Regions from separate parts of the Gossypium arboreum genome. Here region 2 is linked to region 1. Evidence: chromatin contacts called from public Hi-C data. All regions are on one chromosome and are shown on one strand. Each heading gives the region's core, a stretch centred on a gene start, on an enhancer-like site or on the middle of the called end of the contact. The rest is flanking DNA. Distances are from core to core; before and after follow the strand shown. Region 1 holds the start of LOC108468300 (protein DETOXIFICATION 49-like). Region 2 holds the start of LOC108468301 (pathogenesis-related protein 1B-like).

Evidence for each region. A called contact is a pair of places that touch in the nucleus more often than the background predicts.
Region 2: a Hi-C map of leaf shows a contact between it and region 1, with 4 times the contacts expected there. The contact joins the promoter of LOC108468301 here to the promoter of LOC108468300 in region 1. A contact is called at or near these places in 2 of 5 Hi-C or Micro-C datasets (both in leaf).

What each region holds. Positions count from the first base shown.
Region 1 is chr8:10,028,388-10,032,890 of ASM2569848v2, reverse strand. It overlaps LOC108468300 (protein DETOXIFICATION 49-like), which reads left to right and starts at 1,905. Exons shown (of 1, transcript XM_017769190.2): 1 at 1,905-3,925. The coding sequence starts at 2,190. The coding sequence ends at 3,797.
Region 2 is chr8:10,192,843-10,197,345 of ASM2569848v2, reverse strand. LOC108468301 (pathogenesis-related protein 1B-like) reads right to left here and starts at 2,046. Exons shown (of 1, transcript XM_017769191.2): 1 at 1,083-2,046. The coding sequence starts at 1,903. The coding sequence ends at 1,421.

The sequences.
Region 1 (4,503 bases), core at 656-3,155:
TAGGCTTTAATCTGACAGGCTTTTCCAACAATTCTTTCAATCGGGCCAGTTCTTGTGGGTAAAATGATTCACATCTGAACAATAGACCTCCATTGGATGCATTTGTTGTGCAATGGCCACGGGTTTTCTACTGGGACCCATGACATGTGAGTGTTCTACAAAGTTAACAACTCTAAACTAATAAAAAAAAATTAATTGATACAACACTAAAACTTTAAAGACTCAAATAAAATATTAAAAACAATTAATAATTTATTTCATATATAATTTTGAAACTTATACAATGAATCTCATATAATAATCTCCTCTATTAAAATTGTAAATATATTGATTTTTGCCTCCTTAAATATGTTGATTAATTAACCTAAAAAATGGTGCTAAAAACGTTAGCAAACTCATAAAAAGTATAACATAAATGGACACTTTTTGTGTGGGAAAGAAGCCTATTATTCTTTGATAAATTATGATTTTAGTGATAGTGGATTGTACAAATTTGGTTATCTTTAGAATGTGGGTTGTTTTCATAAATGTAAAGTATAATTCATTTACTGAATATTAACGAAAAACTTGTTTAAACAGAAAATAACAGGGACGAAAATCTGAGTTTGTTGACTTAACCAAACAAATCTTGTTGATATAGTAACGATGGAGAGATTGTACTCACAATTTCAAGTAACAATCATGAAAAGAAGAATTAATTAACTTATTGTAGACTTCGATTTCAAAAATGATATATTAAAGTACATAAACAGGAGCATGAGTTCCCTTTGTCACAAAGAACAAAATTGCCGTTACTGTTTGTTGATCACAGTTGCTTGTACCTTTCATGTGACACTATTGGTTAATTCGAACTTTGTGAAGTGTCCGAGGAAGATGATGGTCGATCGAGACAAACATGAAACATGTAAAGCAGGATCCCCCTCCCTTCGGCATATATCGGCGCCCGCCACCGTCCATAGCTGCTGAGTACACTGAATCCACGAAGAGCCTAGGCCTATCCGACCAATGCTAGCTCCAAGACAAAATCATAGGATTTAGTGGTAAACCCTAGCCTTATGTTTTCATAACATTATCTCTCTCTTTTTTGCCAAAACAAAAGATCAATTAAATCCCATCTCTTTTATGTGGTCCGTTAAATTGTTATTATTATATGTATATACTATAAAAAATCATTATGTGTCAGCACCATGAAAATATTACTATTTTATTCCTTATTTGACACATTCAAAAACTAAAAACTCAGTGATTTCTTTATTATTTGTGTGTAAAGGAGTTAGTTATGATTTCATCCTAACTTTAACCATTAACTACTTAAAACATTCATGTGTAAATCGAGTATTAATGTTTAATTCAACCTAACAGGTTAGATTCATCTTTACTAATTTAATTATAAAATTTTAAAAATAATTGGATATTTTCATAAATATATACAAATATTATTTTATACATTTTAATTTTCACTATTTTTACCTTTATCATTTTAACCTCAATCATATCAATAAAAAATAAAGAAGGTATGAAATATCAACTCAAGCCTAACAGTAACAAACAACTTGCATAGCCATGGGCATTCTTAAAAAATTATTTGGTTAGGTCCCCGAAAAGAAGAGGGTTTAAACATTATTAAAGCAGCCAATCAATTGGTGGAAATTAATAAGATAATTGAGAGGGTTGCTTGAGCAACAAAACAGTAGAGGTTCAGCAAGCTTCCTCATGTGTATAATTAGGTCCACATATAACCGTCCAAATATTTATTATGTTTCCTCAACTAAAAACGTAAAATCGGAGATTTAAAAAGGCTTTGTTCCCCCTTTAATTAGATCAATTAAAGAAGGTAAAAGGCAAATAGGTTTTAAACCGATATCCTCATAAATACTTCACACTTGTGAAGCAATTTTAAACAAAGCGAGTTCCCATTCAGGGGTTGATTTTTCATTTGCACACCCAATTGGCAACAGTGACATCTCCTGGTCGTTCATAAAAGGAAGCTCGATCTGTCAATTGTTCTTGTCTCCACAGGTTAAAAACCCCTTTAAAACCCACATACTCTTTCCATCTTTTCAGTCCCCTCCCCCCCCAATTGGCTATCTCTCCTTCAAACGATTATACCCAAATTCCTCTCTGGTTTACCCTTAGTGCTCTTCCTACTTTCGTTTTCTCACCGTACCATAAAAAGGAAGTGCACAATCATGGGGGGCTTCTCCTCATCTTGCAAACAGAGTTTGGATCACGAAAATCTTGCTACAATCGTGGTACAAGAATCAGATATGTTAAGTACTCCTTTGAACCTCAAGATCCTAACAGAACAAAGACAAGACATGACTTCAGAAAAGACTTGTCTGTCTCCAATAATTGGTGAATTGAATTGCATAGCCAACGTAGCTTTCCCGATGGTACTAACGGGGCTGTTGCTCTACTCTCGATCCATGATTTCCATGTTGTTTCTTGGGCGTCTAGGGGAGCTCGCTTTAGCCGGTGGCTCACTGGCTATTGGATTTGCTAACATCACAGGGTACTCCGTTCTCTCTGGCCTTGCCATGGGGATGGAGCCCATCTGTGGTCAAGCTTTTGGTGCCAAAAGATTCAAAGTTCTTGGCCTCACCATGCAAAAAATGATACTTATGCTTCTTTTGACTTCAATTGCCATTGCTTCTTTGTGGTTCAGCATGAAAAATATCCTTCTCTTTTGCGGCCAAGATGAAAATATGGCCAATGAAGCTCAATCCTACATTCTTTATTCTCTTCCAGACCTTCTTGCACAATCCATTTTACACCCTTTGCGTACATATTTGAGGACTCAGTCTATAACTTTGCCTCTCACATACTGTTCGACTCTGGCGATTCTTCTCCACATTCCCATTAATTACCTTCTTGTTTCGGTGCTCAATCTTGGCATCAAAGGCGTTGCTTTGGGGTCCGTTTGGACGAACTTCAATCTCGTAGGTTCGTTGATTGTTTACGTGAAAATCTCCGGGGTGTACAAGAAAACATGGGGTGGAATTTCCTCAGACTGCTTCAAAGGCTGGAAATATTTATTGAATTTATCCATTCCAAGCTGCATTTCAGTTTGCCTGGAATGGTGGTGGTATGAAATCATGATTTTGTTATGTGGGCTGTTGTTAAATCCACAAGCAACTGTTGCTTCAATGGGTATTTTAATTCAAACCACATCTTTTATATACATTTTTCCATCTTCCTTAAGCTTTGGTGTGTCAACAAGAGTCGGAAATGAACTTGGTGCTAACAATCCAAACAAAGCAAAACTAGCTGCAATCGTCGGCCTCTCATCGAGCTCGGTACTCGGATTTTCCGCATTCCTTTTTGCTATATTGATTAGAAAAAAATGGGCTGCAATATTCACCCAAGACCCGGAAATCATCGCCTTAACATCCATGGTTTTGCCTATACTTGGACTTTGTGAGCTCGGAAACTGCCCACAAACAACAGGCTGCGGAGTTTTAAGAGGAACGGCGAGGCCAAAATTAGGAGCAAACATCAACTTGGGATGTTTTTACCTTGTAGGCATGCCAGTTGCAGTGTGGCTAAGTTTCTTCGCAGGGTTTGACTTCAAAGGTCTTTGGCTTGGTCTTCTAGCCGCCCAAGGTTCGTGTTTGCTAACCATGTTGTTCACTGTGATTCGCACCGATTGGGACTTTCAAGCCTGGAGGGCGCAGGAACTGACCAGAGAGGTCCCTGTTGATGATGATGACCACGCCAACCAGGATGGGAGTATGAAAGAATCTTCAGGGTTATTACATCATGACAAAAAACAAAAACAACTTACCTGTCTGATTTGAGTTAATAGCAGGGGTTGATTTTTCTAACCAATTGTTTTTTTTTTTCCTGTGAATTTGATCAGAATAGAATTTCTTTGTGTTTCGGAATGGAAAAAACGGAGAAACAGAACATAGATTTGTGAACCAAACAGTACAAGTTTCTTAGTCCGGCCATGTTTGTTGTGTCGTTTTGTTTGGAAATGCATCACGTTGCGCGTACAACGTAGCAATTTCTCAGTCGGGTATCGAAAAATCAACATCGTACTTTGCGCGTACGAGTTAGTGTCATAAAATGACACGTGGGGTATAGGTTCAAACCCCGTTTTTCATTTGGGTGGAAAATTTAATCTAAAAAAATTGAGTTTTACGACCCAAATATCTATTCAACAAAACAAATCTAGATTTTCTCTTGCTTTTTAAAGACTACTTGACACTAACTTAGAAATGGTTTCTTTACTCATTTGGACACACCCGGCAAAGATTGAGTAGTTTCTATTTTGTCGACTGAATTTCGAACCTCAATAAATGTTATAAAGTGGAGTCCATCTTCTGTCTCTCAATTGGGATTTGTCAAATAGAAGACACCAGGTTACTTAAAATATAATACAATATGATACAAAGAACATATTTCATATAATAATAATTGGCGTATTGAAATTTTATATATTAGACAATATGGTGTTAAAAAGTTATAAAATCCCATGTTATCTTCTTTGCCTGCCTCAAT
Region 2 (4,503 bases), core at 797-3,296, 160 kb before region 1:
TATGGTATGGAGAATTGGGTGCTGCATTGTTCTCGACCATTCTTATGTCTGTTTTAGGATTCTTGTTAGGATACCACGTCAACCAAGGTAAAAGAAAGATTGCTTGATGATTGGTGCCATGGAGATTTGGGACCACAGCCGGGAACTGCCCAACTGTGTACGACCCAACATTTTGAAATTCCACGAGCTTGCACTTGCTCATTTTCATATTTTCCGTAAATAATCTTGTATGATAATTTGTTTGTGCTCATTAACTTCATTTATTTCGTTGGGAGACTATGATTGTATCCTTAACAATCTAAAAGCCCAGATCTTGAAATTCTAAAAAATTGGTTTACAAGATTTGCAACCTGAATAATTCTTGACAATGGGGAAGTGACTATTTTTGTCAACCAATCAAATTACTGCCCTAGGATCATATACATATCCCTCGCACGGCCTAAAAGGATGGATCAAAGCAGCACATGTGAGGCTCTGCTGCAGACTTAATTTCCCCCCTCTTTTGATCTTTTCGGATTGATGTCCCTGCCACACCTGTGCTGCAGAAAATGAGCAGAGTCCCCAAAGTACAATTCTTAATGATGCTCTAATTTTTATTGCAGAGCAGCAGAAAACAATACAACCTTTTTTTAATTCAAGGGACTACCTTCAAAGTAATGGGTACATTGCTCTTGACGGTGGGTCATCGCGGTAACTGACCATTAATTTCTCACTTTCAACGCCACATAATCTGACACATTACCGTCTTTCAAGTCCAAAGGCGTCACCAATTTTGAAGCCTATAAAAAGCCTTTGGAGAATTTAAAATAAAATCATTTTAAATTATTTTCAAAAGTAAATTATTTTCTATAAATTATTTTAGAAAAGTAAATTATTTATAGAAAAGTAAATTATTTTTCAGAAATTATTTTTCAAATATATTTTCTTGACAAACAAACGAAACTTTAAATTTAAATCCTATCAATAATCGAATATTTTTCAATTTTCAATATTATTGTGCAATGTACTAATTCGATATAGTTATATAAAAATCCGTAAATATAGTGAAATGCTTATAATATATTGCTTCTGAACGAGCGAAATTCATGGAGAAGTTTCAAAGATCAATTTTATAAAATAAACTTTGCACCACAACCTTTTATTCTTGATGCATACAATATATATATGGAGGCATATAAGTCATGGATACTATTTAGGTAATCTTCCATCTAGTACATCTCCATAGACAAGTCAAGAGCAAATCTTCCTTGCTAAATTGCATGCTTCCAACCTCAAAAGCTCAACTAAAGCATTAAGCCAAGTTTAAATGGCTTGTATACATGTTACATCATTAGCAAATCTTTTGCTCCGAAGCATACGAAAATAGTACATCCTTCAATGATATATATATAGATGGTAATTTGATTATAAATATCAAGTCTCAAAAAGGTGACTGTCCAACCACGTTACCAAAAGGGTCATAGTTGCAAGTAATGAAGGTTCCTCCATTGTCACACGTAACCTTTGCGCACCCTACATGGACTGAGTCGCGCCAAACCACTTGAGTATAATGGCCACAAACCTCACCTAAATCGCACGAATTAGAGTGGTGATCGTAATAGGCTTTCTCATCAATCCACATTTTCAATGCATCTGCGACAGACATGTCATCGCTTCCCATTGCAATGTTCTCTCCGTATGGACCCTCGGAGTGAACAAGATTACAGTCCCCAATTCTTTGTTTTGCATATGCTAGTGCATATGCAGCCACTTGGTCATCCCAAGCCAATGGCCCAACATTCACCGCCGCACGAGCATTGTTTTGAGCATTTAAGAACTCTTTTTTCAAATTTTGAGCGAAAGAAGGCAAAGTAAAATGTAGGACGACCGAAATCACCGCCAATAGAATTTTGCACCACGCCATTTTGGTTTCTAGTGCTATTGGCGATGCCAAAGGTACGCGGAATAAGTCACTTGATGAGAAATGAGAAATTTGTGGAAGGTATGAGAAATGAGAAATGGGAAATTTGTGGGAGGTATTTATAAGAAGTTAAAAAAGAGATTATTAAAATTCTAATATAAGAATTCATGATGGTGTAAAAAAACAAAATGTAGTTATACATCCAACAGTAAAAACTAAAATTTTCTATTAAAATCTAGCCTAAATTCAGAAAATGTTTGCGCCTTTACTAAAATTTTATTCTATATATATAATCAATCATTAGTAACTATGTTCAAAGGAATTTTATTTCTAAATTTCTTTTTGATTGAAAGCAATGTAGTAAAACATCAAATTAAGTTTAAAGATTTTGATTCCAAATTTATAGTTAATTGACAGCTACGTAACTGAGGTAGTGAGAAAATTTTGGGGTGAAACATCTTTTTTATTAGAAAGAACATTGACTTTTGCACACTGATATATTATTGGTAAGTTGGAACTAGACCAAGTAAAAAGTGTAGGGAAAAACAGAGGTGAAGACACGAACTTGTTTACATGGAGTGCTAAATTACTATAACTCAACAAGTTTTAGCTATGACTTAAGTTCTACACTGTAACAATCTGATTTTCTGTGGTATTGAAAAATGAGATTTTAAAATCTCATTTCTGTGAACCGAGTCCATAAATATTGAATATGAATATTTACAGAGTTGTTATAAAAGAATGTTAATGTTTGGTCCATTAATTTTGTCAATTAAATATTTAATTTAGGTATAGAGACTAAATTGTAAAAGTTCGATCACTAAAAGTTTTTAATTGGCCAAAGACTTAGAGACTTAAATTGCAATTAGCCAAAGGTTCAAAATAGTAAATAAACCCTTTTGTTGCATCAAATATTGGATGATGATGTTCACTTTCACTATTTTTATTTATAGTGATTGAGGTTTAGTTAAGTTTGATTAATTTCAATTAATTAAAGAATAATCTAAGTATATAAGACAAATATTAGTGGAACATTTTATGTTCTTCATTTTCTGCTAGCCAGCCAAGGTAAGCAGTTTGAGCCATTTATTGTAATTTTTATGTTTTTAAGATCATAGGAGCTTGATTTAGTTACCCATGTACCAATTTGTAAAATTATTAAAATTTTTAAGTTGTCATTGTTAATTTCTTATAAAATTTGGGTGTGAAATTGATAGATTTAAGTTTAGATTATGAAAAGGACTAGATTATAACATTTAATTATTAGTTATGTACATAGGGAATAAAATTTGAATTTGTTGGGAGATTTTGGTATAAATAGAAAATAGAAAGTCCCTAATGAATGTAATTGAAGTCGGATTTTAAGTCGAGGCTAAAAATTGAAAGTTATGACCATCTCCAATTTAGTGGCTAAATTGAATAAAATATAAAACTTTAGGCGTATCAAAAAATGAGATTCCATAGGTTCATTCATGGCATGACATATTATGAAAATGTTTGGTATTAATGGATTGTATAAAATAATTGTTTAGATCAAGAATCGAATCAAAACAAAGTTAATTAAGAAAAAACTAAAATTATTGATTAGTCCTTGAAGAATAAACTTTTTTTGTGTTTTGATCAGGTAAGTTTTGAAAAAAAATTTGATTTGAAAATAGTTTTCTTACACAAAGAAAAATAAAAATTATGAAAACTTATAACATCCCAAATTTAACATAGACGTTACGACCGAAACTTAAAGGTACCAATTTATTTGTTTATCACTGCTTATCAATTATTTTGCGAAAACTTTTTACTATTTATTTATTAGAAAACCAGCTATAGTCTAACGATATTTGTTTTTAAAATATTCCTCTTTATCTTTCAAAACAGAAGAGTCAATCATTATATTGGTTATGTTTCTGAAAACTTAATTTGTAGTTTGATTTGTTAAAAAAAAAAAAATCAAAACTTAATTAGTTTTGAAAATCAAACATCTTTTAAATATGCAGAAATAAGATAGACTTTCAAAAACCATTTAACTAAAAATCCTACAGAAAACCAAACCAAAAATAAAATCTAAAATTTAATTCGAAATTCCAATAATCTAGAAAGTTTATTTAATAATCAATTCATATAATCTTACGCAGATAAAACCAGTCCGAACTCCTGTGGAATCCCAAGGCAAATTGACATCCCAAACAGAACCAACTAAACCCAAGGCAGAATGCAAGCACAAAGACTTTATACGAACCGGATCAGTTTTGGAACATGCTCTTTGAAAGAGTCGTGGACAAGACGCTGGGCAGGAAAAGTAGAAAGACGAACCAACAACCAAAATAGGATTTGGACTCTCAAAATCGATTGTTATACCATCTCCATCTCTTAAAGGGCTAGCTTGAAACGAGAAAGTGAGGAAGAAAATGAGAACCTTGAAACTGTTCACAAGGTAGAGTTAAAGATACAGTCACTATACGTCATTAAACAAGTACCTGGACACGTAGAGTTTTTGAAGGAATTGTGCACTATCCAAAGTCCGAACATGCTAGTTTTGACGTATATACTTTATTTTGATAAACTTATAGACACAATACCATTTATTTTGATTTTTATTATCTAATTTC